Linked DNA regions of Zea mays: all the other regions are linked to region 1. Evidence: chromatin contacts called from public Hi-C data. All regions are on one chromosome and are shown on one strand. The core of a region is the stretch at or near the end of the contact, and the rest is flanking DNA. Distances in the headings are between cores, read along the strand shown. Region 1 holds the start of LOC103634601 (phospholipid-transporting ATPase 1). Region 2 holds the start of LOC100276044 (Uncharacterized conserved protein UCP022280). Region 3 holds the start of LOC103634602 (NAC domain-containing protein 92).

Region 1 (4,668 bases), core at 662-3,161:
TACCTGTCGTGGAGGACGTGGCATGGGCACACCCGCGCTTCTCCACACCCAAAATCAAGTAGGTGAATGTCCATAATCATTGGAGAATAGGGATGATTCAGGTAAGCACCTCCATTCACCGTCCGTGAAGCAGATGCTAGTTGGTACTTGGTAGTAGCAAATTGTTTTTTCGGTGGCTCATAGCCGCCATCACGAAGCTAGGGTTTGGTTGGCCCCTAGGATGTTTTTTTTTCTCGGCCCCTAGGGAACGATCAGCAGGCGGCGGCTTAGTTAGTTACGAGCACAGCCAAATCCGTCGGCTTCCATCAGGCATGATGCGTCTACAGAGAGAATAGAAGATTCAAACTAGCGACCATTTTTATAGCCTCTCACGCCAGCCAAGTCTGAAAGCGACGAGGATTATATAAGGGTGTGTTTGGTTTGGCTTTTGGCTTTGGCTTTTGCCCCCTAAAAGCCAAAAGCCAACCAAAGGGCTGGATCCAGGAAGCAGCTTTTTCTAAAAGCCGACTTTCTCGTAGTGCAAAACTGAAAGCATCCCTGGACCTGCTTTTAGTGGCTTTTGGATGGAACTGTGAAAACATATATCGAAGAACTTTTAACGACTTTTAGTGGTTTCCACCAAACGATTTTTAGCTTTTTAACAGCTCACAGTCTACAACAGCTTTTTCCACAGCTCACAGCTCACAGCAACTTTTTCCACAGCCACAGTCCAACCAAACAGACCCTAAGTATATATTCTTCAGCGTCCGGTCCCAGCGCGACACTTGCTCCTACAATCCAATTCAGAAGCTAGCTTTATTTGACGCCGCGGCATGCACAGTTTTGGTTTGCATGTACCACACAACACACGTAGTTGTTAGGATTCCACGCCTCGCCGCCTCGGCACGTTCAGGTGAGCGAGAAGGGTGCGCTGGATTGGACACGTTGACCCCCCCCTTTGCAATCAGTTCTGATATATAGAGAGAGAGAAAGAAAAGAGGAAACGGAACTATGAAATGATCACGAACGAAATCGACCGTACTCTAGAAGTGCATCATCAAGTAATGGTGGACATGTGCGAGTAATTAAGCGAAGACTGGCTCGCGAAGCTTCCACTGGCTTACATGCGGGGCCCAGGTGCGCCGAACCAGTGAGTCACACCGGATGCGTGTGCCGTTCACATGTGCGCCGTGCGGGTTAGACCTTTGGCCAATTGCTTCCACGCACGCAAACCCATCATCATATCATCCGTATTATGGCGCTCGCGCCCTCTGAAAATAGGAGAGGAGCTCCCGAGTTCTGATCAAGTCAAACTCAAACCCGGCCCAGCGACGGGCCCACGGGCACTTCCAACGCCACCAGCACGGCCAGGATTTAAAAATCGGGGGCCGGATGCTTCCGGACGCGACCGAACAGGGCAGACCGCACGGACGGCGCCCACTAGTCACGGCTCGCGACCAGGTTTTCAAAAGTTTCCGTGCTGGCAAGGTGTCTAGACTGACTTGTGACTTGTGCTGCCTGCTAGGCCAACCAAGCCGCGCCGAGCTTGGCACCTGCCTGCATCACCCGGCCGCCGGGCGCGAGATGTCGCGCGCGTACGGGACCCTCCTGAGGCGTGCGTGGGCGGCGCCGCCGTGCTGGATCAAGACTTGTTTGTCCTAAGTAATACTCCGTAGCATCGTGCGCTAACTGTGCCCTCCGCTTGATGGATCCCTGGCGAGTTTGGCGTGCCGTGTAGGACGCTCCGGCAGGGCTTGGCAGGTAAGGTTTACCGTGCTTGCCATGATTCAGCCAACGTTGGCCAGTGTTTCACTTTCACCGGTGGCGTGTCAACTGCAGTGGATTCACAGGAGGGAGTTGACCGGTGCGAGGCCCATGGTTCTGTGTAACCCTGTAGCAGGTCTGTCTTCTGATAGCACGTGTACGCCTAACTTTTTTTTTCAGCGCCCTGTAATTCGTTGAGTAGTCCAGGCTTCGAGTTTTCTTTCAGCCGGTTTGACCTGGTTTTAATTAGTGTTGCAGCCACCGCGCGCATGATTCCAAGAGATCCTTTCCTTGATCACATCTTCATCATAGGGCTGTCCTTTCCCACTACTGTTTTTTAGCCGGTCAATTATGGACAACTCAACGCGGATTGGAGAGATATATGCTCCACACACGAACTTTCTTCTCGTCAAACATTCATAAACTTCATTCACAAGAAATCCAGAGAGTACTCTAATATCTGCCTTTTTCACATGCCAATCCTGTTGCTATCGTACAAGCCTGTTCATTAATAACGAGTACTCTAATATCTGTCTTTTCCCTGGAAAAAAAAAGAGAACTGCAGAACTGACCAACCAGGCTCTCTCCATAGGAAGAAAATTGGCACATCATTTGTCCTGTCCTACTAGCTATCGATCATCCATATGCATGCATATAACAAGCAAGTCACGGGCAGATAAATTAGAAATCCAATCATAAAAGTTGTCTTCTGCAGAGATGCAATTCCTTTTTTTTAATATATATCCAAAAGTATATCGACTGTAGGATATGGCGTGGTCAGTTCAGTTCGTAGTGGCCATCGGTCGTCCATCCATCCATCCAAAAAGGACACACATCTTCGAGAGAAGAATTCAAGTCCGCACAGTGCACACGGTCATTTTATGGCAAGTAGTACTACACCTACTGTGAATGAAAAATTGATATACTGCGCCATCCATCAGCTCAGCTAGAATTGTTTTTTATTTCCCCTAGAAACCAATAGGACCATGCAGGCTCGGCACGTTTCTGAAGCGAACATGATGCATGGTCCGTCGCATCGCATCGCATCGGTCATGGGGGCTTGGACAGGGCGTACTACGTACGTCCAGGAGTGCAACGCAAGCACGGTCGTCATGCGTGAGCGTGATGATCCGGTTCTAGAAGCGGACGGGCGAGGGACGGGGTGACCTGTCACCAATGCAAGTTTACATGGCGCTGATTAATATGGGCGTTAGATAGAGGGTGGGAGGCGGCTTGACGTCGTCAACCGCTCCCTGCCCAAGCCGCCTTGTCCGCAACCGCAAGTTGACTTCCACCCGGCTGCTTAAGGCTAGGCTACGTACGAATGAATAGATGTTTATTGCTGAGCTCAGCGTAACAACAGAAGATTTGTGCGTGGTTTACCATATGGATTAGGAGCAGGCGAGGCGAGGCGAGCAGCTCCCTGACAAGATTCTCTACTGATAGAATAATAGGGCCACGACATTATACACGTCTATTTGTTTTAGCGTGTGATCGCGAGCCTCGCTTGCCGTGATCTCGAATTCAAAAAAATGCTGGAAAAGGAGTACGTGTGGCACGGGAATAAGTCAGCAAGCCAGAGACCCTATCTTCGTAGTACATGTAACTGCCGTGCAAGTCATGCAAAATCTCCCCTATATATATACTCCTTGTTTTTTCCACCTCCTTTTTTTTCCTCCCAAACGGTTTAAGGATTAATTAAAACGTACTAGAGCTGTTTGAAATACGACGATTAAAACGTACCAGAACCAACCGATGAAAAAGGAAACATAGGCTACCACTTCGCTCCGCTGATTAAGATGTTTGCATCTAAAACGTGTATCCTATTTTCCACGCACTATACATTCACGAATTAAAAGTCTGCGCAATAGCGGCTATAGACAGTGCCTTGCAACTGCAAGCTTAAGCACGAAGGGAAGCTTTTCTTGATTCGTGAATAGGATGTGGAGCCCCTTTTTTTCAGCCGGGAAAGATTACTAAAGAGCGACGAAAAAGCAAGCATCACCCATCCGATCCGCCTTTCGGGTCGGAAGCTTCAAGATCTCCGCCCACGAAGCGAGAGCCGGCCGGCCGGCACCGGCGCCCCAAGGTTCCAAACTGCCGGAAACAAGGATAGTTTAGTGGCCGCGAAAGCGAAACCCCTCGCCGCATGGGCCACGGAACGCCGCCCGCTCCCGTCCATCCTGCTGCGCTCTGTGCTCCTCCTCATCCATATATGTGCGACAGCCTAATTTCTCCGTGATTTGCTAGGATGATTAGCAACGAAAACGGGTCAAAGAAATCAAAACAAGTCCCGGCGTTAGCCCCATCCGCTTGTCGATTTTTCTCTGTCCTCTCCTGTCAAGTGGAGCGGAGTGCTGAGAGGGAGCCACAGAAACTTCCACGAGGAATGCAGTCAGCCAAGGAGGGGCAGCGTTGCCAAATCTTCCTCCGCTAATTTAGTATTCTCATCAGGCTCCGCTTAATTACTTCTCTGCGGCAGATTCCTTGCCAGGCTTCATTCAAATAACGCAAACCCAATGCTGGCTGGCAAAGTCTTCGAGCTCCCCTTCTCTCTGTGTCATATCATACAAACGGTGCCGTCGCCCCGTCGTCCTCATCAAGTTCCCCTGCCCAAAACCACACTTCTCCCTTCCTTTCCGTCCGCGCTTCGCTTCCTCCTCCCCGGCCTGCGGGAGCTGGAGTAACCGCGCTTGCTGAGTCCAATCTTTAATGCGGTACTCACCCTAGTTACTCCCAGGCGTCCACCTCGCCCAACCACCTGCGCCTCCTCCACCTCGCTTGCTTTTGTTGCCTGCCAAAACCCAACTCGTCCTCCGCTAGGCTCTGCTCGTTTCCCTCCCTTCCCCCCCTCCCTCCCCTGTTCTCTCGCCCGAACACGGCGACCGTCGCTCCAAAACACGACCTTCACGCGCGCGCCGGGAG
Region 2 (4,668 bases), core at 1,371-3,870, 290 kb after region 1:
CTAGAATGTGCAAACTAGGTTTTGTCTAAGTGTTGCTATCTCTATCGCAAAGGCTAAGTTTCAATCTACACTAAATAAGTATGACTACAAGATTGAAACTTAAATGCTTAATATAAATGCGGAATGTAAAGAGCTAAGTAGAGAAGCAAACTCTCGTGGATGACGCCGGTATTTTTACCGAGGTATCCGGAACCACGCAAGATCCCGACTAATCCTCGTTGGTGCCCCTACGCAAAGGGAAGCCCACGCGAGGGCCAAGCACCACGGTCGAGTAACTCCGTAGAGAGCCGCGGGCCTTCTCCACGCGCAAGTGGTGCTCCGCTTCCGGCTCCTCTCCGACGCTCCCCGCCGTCTCCACTATCGAGCTTCCGGCCGAAACGCCGCGGGCCTCGTTCCCTCCGGTACACGGTGGCGGCCGTGACACAAACGCGGTTGTCATGGTCTCGCAATACTCTCGCCCCACTCGGTACAATTACAACGACTCACGCAAGAGCCGAGGGGTTGTGTGGTTTTACAAAACTCACTCAACTAACTAGGGTTCACCTAGAGCAAGCGCTAAAGCGGTCTAACTAACCTAAGCACTTCGCAAAGCACCTACGCTAATCACCGAGTGATTCTATTAAGCACTTGGGTGTTTGAGCTCTTGGAAATATGCACTATGTGTCTATGCTCATAAGGTGATGATCTTCAAATGCAATGTGCAAAGAAAGCATGTTGTTACTGCAACCCAGATGCTGGAGTCAATGATTAAATGTCCCTAGCCTACAAGAGCAAAAGCAACCGACATCGCGCAATGTTGTCCTGGATGGCTCTGATTGTGTGATGCTTAGCTGCAGCTGGGGCATATCCAGAGCTAGTAGTGCAAATAATGTCAAGGATTCACATACAAATTATGGAGCAGTTTTCAAGTTAATGAGTAACATTGCCCCAATCTTTATGAGTCCACTGGAGAGCTTGGCGTCGTCACTGGTTCAAACCGCCAACATCTCTAATGCATCACTCATCTTGGTCCTCACAAGGGGCGGCACAACAACAAGGCTTGTGGCAAAGTACAGGCCAACAATTCTAGTGATAACCACTATGGTCCCAAAATTGAAGACTGATGATAATTTTAACTGGACTTGCAACAATGAGTGTCCATCCAGGCACAACATGATTGTGAGCGGCCTGATCTTGATACTTCTCGCTGCTACAGCGAAAGCATCTGATACTGAGTCGACTTAGGAAGCAATTAGCTTTGCCATAGATCATGCGAAGAAGCTCAAGGTCTGCAAGTCAAGGAATTTAATCGTCGCCTTGCATCGTATTGGTGCATCATTTGTCATCAAGATCTTGGCGATCAATTAGTGTTGATGACGTGGATGGGGACGGGCCCTTCATAAGGCAAATTTTGTGAGGTTACGAATGGACTCTTGCTAGTTTTATTTTGTTGGCTCATTTGCATGAGTGAGCTTGGAGGTAAAAATTTAGCTTATGAGAAGGCCTTTTGCTGTATGGAACTACACGATGCCTTTGATGAGCATTTTTATATGTTTGGCAACTTAAATAATACATTTACACTTTATGTCTATGATATAATGTGTTTCGTGACCCATTGATATCGTATTTTTTCATGTTATTTGGTGATTCAGTTTTTTCCACGCACAATAGTTCATAAATTGAATTTTCGATTTTTAATGCCAATGTATCAGGTGTAAACCAAGCTTCCGTGTAAACTCCGTGCAAACCAATTAACAAAAGACACAAAAAAATTTAAAAATATAGATATACTTCATTGATCACTCTACCACTATATAAAATTTAAAGTTCAAATTTATTATATATTAAAAGATAAAAAAGAGAAAATTCTGAAATAATTTTCATTTTTTATCTCAGAATTTTCTCTTTTTATATCTCCTAACATATGATGAATTTAAACTTAAAATTTTAAACAGATATAGATTAGACAATGAGATATATCTATAATTTTTTGAGATTTTTTTTATAATTTTTATTAGTTGATTTGCATGAAGTTTGAAGGAAAACTTGGTTTGCACGTATGGTTGACTGAACGAGCGCCCAGATAAGGAAGATTGCTTTTATCGGGATGCTCCTTGGCTTCCTGTCCAACGCCTGTATCAGGACGAGGAGTTCCCGTATCTTTGCGAGAACAGCCCGCCCAATGGCCATGAGAACCAACGCCTCTTCCAGCCGCCGCTTACCCCGTCGTCGCCGCGCGCGTTGCCACTGGACTCAGCACCTGAGCCTCTGCCACCGTCAATTGCCCCGCCGCCGGCTCCTCCGTGGGCACCTGGTGCCTGCACACGGGGCAGGAGCTGTGCATCTCCAGCCACGGCAGGATGCACTGGTCGTGGAACCGGTGCTTGCACGGCATCTCGCGCTCCGCGCCGCCACCGGCGACCTCGTCCAGGCACATGGGGCAGGTGGTTGTGTTTCTTGTGGAACGGCCCAACTGGTTGGTAACTTGGTATCCAGTCCATTGTGCATCACAACAAGGACCAAATAAAGGCATAGGTTAGTCCGTGGGCTACCACTACCAGGCCTACCGATAGGGCCATCTCTTTGACCCATCTCAATATGGGCTACGCCCAAGAATCCTCTCATCTCAGGGAAAAAGAAGGCAGGACTGGCAAGAAGGAAACAGAGGTCCGCGAGCAAACGCCTTCAAGCCCATCTCGGTAGCCGGAGAACGAGCAGCAGCGGAGGCGATGGCGTCCCCGGATCCCGGCCACACGCCGGCGCAAGGCGAGGAATCTGCCTCCCCCTCCTCGTGGCCTCCCCGAAAGCTCCAGGTCTCGTTCCCTCCTTATTAGCACCTCATAGGAAAAAAAAATACTATTGGATTCGTGTTCGTGCCCATCCTTCTTCATCTCAGATGCAGTATTTGGTATCCTTAATTTCGGTTGAAATGATCTGTATTTCGCATTACTTGCGGGCTTGGTTCATACGTGTTGGAACTACAGTTACGTTTTTCTGTGTTCTAGACTTTTCTTTAACTAAGTTAATCCTGTTTGAATCATCCTGTTTCATTTGCAGTGAGAAAATTATAGAACCTATCCATTGATGTCTCATTTATCTGTATTGTGAGAAAGGTCCCACAAATATTCGTTTTAGATGTTGTTGGATTAGCGGAGAAGAAACTTGCAGTTCCCCTAAGGCCCTAAGATCCATTATTTTTTGTTCTTTTGTTGTCACATTCTTCCTGTTGCCTTGTAGAGTTTCACACCAGGGCTGTGGTCACAATACAAAGCTTATGAGGATGCAGTTGTGGAGAACATTAAAGGTGAGTTTTTTTATATGTATCCCAGGATGCATTTGTCTCCTAGTATGGTCCTGAAACCTCTATCTGCTCTTATTTTCATTCAAGGAACTATTGCGGATGCTCTGGTTCTTGTGAGAGAGCATCAGGCGGAGGCAATTGGATGTGCCACTGTTGCAGGATTCATTCTGTTCAGAGGTACACTTCTGTTTTTTTAACCTTACTGTCATTTGTTTGTTGTGCCTGTGGGAAATGATCAGGAGAACCTATAGTTCCTGAATTATATTTTCTTAAACATATCATTAGGGTAATGGTACAATTGTTTTTTTTTTTGTTTCCAATAGGAAGGTGAATGAAAACATTGGGGATTGATTCTGTTAAAATGTTAGAATATTGGATGAAATAACATGGTCTGGCAGATCCTAAAACCAGACTACAAAGTTGGCCACATTTGGCATCCTAGTTTGACAGTTGACACCCTGGTTCTCCACAGTCCACACTACTACATCTATGCTGACATGTGGTAGCTAGCAGGAGATGGTTAAGACCAATTAACACAAAATTCAGCAGACTTATATAAAGCTTTCTATATTCCTAGATAATATATAATAAATGGATCCAAACTTACATTATCATTTCATGACTAAAACGAGTAATTATTAATCTTAAATTCCAAGTTTTAACTTAGTTTTGACTTACTTTGTATTGGATAAAACAATAACTAAGAGCATCTCCAGGAGTTTTCCCTATTTTATTTCTTTAGAAAAAAGGGAAAAAGTGTCCTCCAATAATTTGGTAAAAGAGCTCCTTAAAAATAAAAGGTTGCCAAATATCCTCTCCAACTCGTAAGTTTCCGTGGTTGAGAAGAACTCTGCATCTGCTCCCTGTCCAAAGTTATTCTTGGGAGATCGGAGTAAATTGTACACATGAGTAAGTTAAGAAAAATAAAATATTCCAAATGAGAAAGCAGTAAGAGACAAAGAAACTATTAAAAAAAGGTTTGGTTGGTTAGAAACAGTTCGGAGTTCCCTATGCAAAATTGTTTAGGAAGTTATTACAGAATACTGTTGGAGAAGGACAAAATTTAAGGTTGCTATTTCTTCTGTTAATTTGCTAGATCTATTAGTTTAGCAAGTAACTATACCAAACTCCTAGATATGCTCTAATGGCAATGTTTTTGCGCTCATGGAAGGTACTCCCACATCTTTTTCACATGCCTATTATTTTCCATTTCTGCAGCTTTTAGAGAAAAAAATGGTGGGATATAAATCTTAGCAAGAAACAATCTTGAAAAAAACTTGCTTCTCAAGAAGTTGATTATTAGTTCCATTACAGTGAAAGTAACGTAGTAAAGTAACTCAAACAGCTCTGATACAACATGCAAGTACGCATTTATGCCATGAACACGA
Region 3 (4,668 bases), core at 1,376-3,875, 270 kb before region 1:
GATCAGACACCTCGGGTCGGCCTCCTCCTCCTCCTCCCCTTCGGGCGTGGCCTCGGAGGAGCCCGGCGACCGCCCTCCCAGCGGCGGCTTGGTCGCCGAGGCCGGCACGGCGCCGCCGTCTGATCTAGATCGGGAGATGGGCGGCGAGGCCGGCGCCGGGCGGACGGGCACAGGCCCGTCGTCGTAGGAGACCGATCGGCCCATCTCGAGGCGCGCCAGGGCGGGGTCCCCGGTGAGCCCCAGCATCTGGAGCAGCTTCCGGCGCCGCTCCTGCACGGGCGCCGGCTCGGACGTCCACACGTCGAGCGCCGCGACAGTTGCGCGGGGGCGGGCGGGGGCACAGCCTTGCCTCTTGTGGACGTGTCCCTTCCAGGGCGGCGAGCAACACGGACGCCAGGTGGGGAGGTGGGGCGGCGAACACGGTCGGTGGCTGTTGCGTGGGGAGGGTGGATTTGGTGAAGCCGGGCGGATCGGAGACTGCGGGGAAGGAAGAGGATCGGACGAGGGTAACGGGGGTGGGGGCAGGGGCCATCCCTCGCATCTCCAACCTCCGGGGCGGGGATCGGGCGATGGGATCGGACGACTGGCGGCGGTGGGGGATCGAGCGGCTGGTGATCGAACGGTTGAAATTGTAGAACAATAGAATGGACGGTTGAGGTTGCAGGATGGCAGAACGGCAGAACGGCAGGAGGCAGACTACTATTACACTCTTAGGGTGTGTTTGGTTTGGCTTTTAGCTTTGGCTTTTGCCCCCTAAAAGCCAAAAGCCAAACCAAAGGTCTGGATCTAGAAAGCAGCTTTTTCTAAAAGCTGACTTTCTCGCAGTGTAAAATTGAAAGCACCCCTGGACCTGCTTTTAGTGGCTTTCGGATGAAACTGTAAAAACAAATATCGAAGAACTTTTAACGGCTTTTAGTGGTTTTTTTAGCTTTTTAACAGCTCACAGCCCACAACAGCTTTTTCCACAGCTCACAGCCCACAGCAGCTTTTTTCACAGCCACAGCCCAACCAAACAGACCCTTAATAAGTAGTACTAGATTTACGGCTGGAAGTCTGGAAGATAAAATCACACGAGGGGAAGGGGAGCAAAAACCCGGTGGATATTTCCAGCCAGATTAGACGAACGTCATAGCTTGACATGCTTTGTCCTCCGCGGCTCCGCTTAAAAAGCGTGGAACTTGATGACGGAAACGCTGAAAAAAAAGGCTTGGGAGAATGGCATGGGACCGAGCCCTGATGGCACTGCGGACGCCGAGCGTGCACCCTTCTGAAAGGGAAAATGGCTCGCCTGCCCTGTCGAATTTTGTGCGCTTTTGGTCCGGCTGCGCCCATACACCGCCGGTGTAGAGCCATCGGCATATATCCTTGCGCAAAGTTCTCGCCGTTGCCTGTCCGTCGTGTGGGGCGTTACGCGCATCCAGTAGACAACGACGAACACAGATGTTCCCAAAAGAGCGCGAGGGACGGAAGCGATCGAGCGAGCACCATTAGCCACGGTCCACGGACGGCGGTTAGGGACGAGACGAGTAGCGCACGACGGCACGAGTAGCGCCTGCCACGGTAATCTGGATTTCTCACCGTTTTCTGGAAAGGAACTGGCTGGGATGAGAGGATATCTGCTCCCCTGTCCGTGTCGTAGCGCCGGGTTGAACTCTTCACGCTGGCATGTGGGGACAGACAGATAGGCCTCCCTGTCGCCCAGCTCCGCACTCGTTTTCAAAGGTCAGAGAAGTAAGCGAAGCTCCTACTGTGATGGTATTTTAAAGGGAGAGCTCTGGGTTTTTCAATTCTCGGCCACATCGTTGCCGCGTTAGCTGTGAACCGGCGAGCGAGTGAATATTCCGCAGGCCAGTGGAGGGGAGCGGGCCATTACGATTAGGACAGGTAATTTGGAGTTAGCTTAGGGCTTGTTCGGTTATTCCCAATACACATGGATTGGATGGGATTGAAAAAATTAAGAAGAGGTTTGACTTGTTTGGGATTCAAACCCATCCAATCTCACTCAATCCACATGGATTGAGAGCTAACCGAACAAGCCCTTAGGTGGGGCAGTCACAGGCACACAGCAGCTACCGGCGGTAAGAAGTGAGGGGAAGGGCCCCCCGGTCCCCGCCGGACGGGGTCCGTCGTCTACAAGCCGCCCTCCGCACGGCTCTCCGCTCCCGGCCCGTCACAGCGTCGATACGACTATAGATGGCCAAAAAGCACGAGGCCCGTGAGCCCGGCACGAAGCCCGCTTTTTGGGCCCGGTCCGAACCCGGCACGGTAGAATAAGCGGGCGGGCTTGGACAGGAAACTAGGCACGGCGGGCTAGCCCGGCACGGCCCGTTTACCTCTAAGCCCGTTAAGCACGGTTTTTTTACACTAAAACGTGCTTACCGGCCCGTTTAGCCCGCTTTTTGGCCCGTTTTTTTCGTGCTAAACGGGCCGGCCCGGCCCGTTTAGGCCCGCTGCGGGCCGGGCTTGGACAGAAAATTAAGCCCGCTGGCACAGCAGGCCCGGCCCGGTTTTTGGCCGGGCTTCACCGGGCCCGGGCCGGGCCGGGCCGGGCGGCCCGTTTGGCCATCTCTAGATACGACCCTGTTCTATATAATGCCGCCCCAGCCCCTCCCTCCGCTCCTCCAGTCCAAGCCCCCTTGCCTTCTTTCTCAGCTCACCTCTCTCTTTCACGCACGCCTCTCTCTCTCTCTCTCTCTCTCTCTCTCTCTCTCTCTCTCTCTCTCTCTCTCTCTCTCTCTCTCTCTCTCTCTCTCTCCTTATCTGTCCTGAGGCAGCCATTTCCTCTTCCGATCGTGGAGAGGCTTGGAGTGGAAGGAGGCTGCTGGTTTTCGGCACGGCGGAGATGTCTGAGGTGTCGGTGATAAACCAGGCGGAGGTGGAGGACGCGGGCGCCGGGCAGCTGATGGACCTGCCGCCGGGCTTCCGCTTCCACCCCACCGACGAGGAGATCATCTCGCACTACCTCACCCACAAGGCCCTCGACCACCGCTTCGTCTCCGGCGTCATCGGCGAGGTCGACCTCAACAGGATCGAGCCATGGGACCTGCCAGGTTAGCACTGCGCGCTACTGCTTGATACGTCCTCACCTCAAAGAGCCAAATAGACCTGCACCTCTTTTTTTTTTGACTTTGTGCTTGTACTAGTAGTACTTCTCTTTCTCTCGGCTGGGAATCATGGCGGCCTAAATTTAACTGGGAAGCTTGCGTTTTGATTTCTCCAGGCAGGGCCAAGATGGGGGAGAAGGAGTGGTACTTCTTCTGCCACAAGGATCGCAAGTACCCGACGGGCACGCGGACCAACCGCGCCACGGAGACCGGCTACTGGAAGGCCACCGGCAAGGACAAGGAGATCTTCAGGGGCCGCGGCGTCCTCGTGGGCATGAAGAAGACGCTCGTCTTCTACCGCGGCCGCGCGCCGCGCGGGGAGAAGACCGGATGGGTCATGCACGAGTTCCGCCTCGAGGGCAGGCTTCCCCAGCCGCTCCCGCGCTCCGCCAAGGTCCGGCCCTCGTGTACTTACTCGTTCCGTCGTTCGGCGTTGCAAGCAAGTCTCCTGCCCTTAATTTCCGGCCGGTGGGCGTGGGCTAACAAGTCCCCTCTCTTCTTTTTCTTGCCGCCTTGTCCTTTTTGTTGCGTGCGGTGCAGGACGAGTGGGCCGTGTGCAAGGTGTTCAACAAGGAGCTGCAGGCGGCGAGGAGCGAGCCATTATTGGCGGCGGCCGGCGCGGCGGAGCTCGAGCGCGTGGGCTCGCTGGGCTTCCTCAACGAGCTCCTCGACTCCGCGGAGCTGCCGGCCCTCGTCGGAGCCGACGTGGACGAGGTGATCGACTTCAAGGGCCCCGCCCCCGCGTCCGTTCCGGACGCGAGCTACCTCCCGGTCAAGATGGAGGAGCACGCGCTGCTGCAGATGCAGCAGTGCCAGTACCAGCCGCCGCCCCCGATGTTCTACCCGAGCCAGTACTTCTCTCTTCCGGCGATGAACTCCGGCCACCTCCCCCCGGCGATCCGGAGGTACTGCAAGGCGGAGCAGCAGGTGGTCTCGGCGCAGACGGCGTCGGTGATCAGCCCGTCCCGCGAGACCGGGCTCAGCACCGACCCCAACGCGGCGGGCGGCTACGCGGAGATCTCGTCGGCGGCGACCCCGTCGTCGTCGCACCAGTTCCTGCCCGAGCTCGACGACCCGGCCCTCAACCTCGCCGACCTCTGGAAGTACTGAAGCCTGGGCGACGATCGACCGGTGGCTGGGCCGCCCACCCGCCCCGGTCACGTGGTCTGGTTGGTTAATTTGCTTGATTTGATTGATTATCTTGGTCTCTTGTGGGATCTGGGGTTGGTGACCGGTTCGCTGATGCGTCCTCGTTCGTCACCTCCGCCAGGTCCGGCCTCTACTGACCTCGGGTCTGACTAGATTATTATCCGTCCAGACCGCCAGGGGATTAGGGCTTCCTTGTTAATTAATTAATCCTAGGTTCCTTTGTATTGGTCTCTGTACATAGTACTGGTACCCTACTCTGATTGTGTCATTAGCAGTAGCATGATTACTGATAGGATTAATGAAATGGGGGTAGATTAAGGGGGCCTGCATCTGCGTCAGCAATGCAGTGCGTGGGGGGTTTTACGGGTTGATTAGTTAATTTGGGCGCTTGGTGAGCCAGCTAGCGCTAGCTTCA

What was found. Hi-C and Micro-C count contacts between places; a contact is called where the count stands out from the background.
Region 2: a contact with region 1 is called in a Hi-C map of tassel, with 2.2 times the contacts expected there. The contact joins the promoter of LOC100276044 here to the promoter of LOC103634601 in region 1. A contact is called at or near these places in 2 of 25 Hi-C or Micro-C datasets (ear and tassel).
Region 3: a Hi-C map of bundle sheath shows a contact between it and region 1, with 2.8 times the contacts expected there. The contact joins the promoter of LOC103634602 here to the promoter of LOC103634601 in region 1. A contact is called at or near these places in 4 of 25 Hi-C or Micro-C datasets (bundle sheath, endosperm and leaf).

Annotation. Positions count from the first base shown.
Region 1 is chr1:53,212,446-53,217,113 of Zm-B73-REFERENCE-NAM-5.0, reverse strand. LOC103634601 (phospholipid-transporting ATPase 1) reads left to right here and starts at 1,911. Exons shown (of 7, transcript XM_008657008.4): 1 at 1,911-4,668. LOC100501310 reads left to right here. Exons shown (of 3, transcript NM_001196062.1): 3 at 1,505-2,040. The coding sequence ends at 1,655.
Region 2 is chr1:52,918,571-52,923,238 of Zm-B73-REFERENCE-NAM-5.0, reverse strand. LOC100276044 (Uncharacterized conserved protein UCP022280) reads left to right here and starts at 2,620. Exons shown (of 8, transcript NM_001363290.1): 1 at 2,620-2,792; 2 at 3,217-3,283; 3 at 3,368-3,457. The coding sequence starts at 2,709.
Region 3 is chr1:53,479,712-53,484,379 of Zm-B73-REFERENCE-NAM-5.0, reverse strand. LOC103634602 (NAC domain-containing protein 92) reads left to right here and starts at 2,625. Exons shown (of 3, transcript XM_008657013.3): 1 at 2,625-3,050; 2 at 3,221-3,498; 3 at 3,645-4,668. The coding sequence starts at 2,843. The coding sequence ends at 4,214. It also overlaps the pseudogene LOC109943619.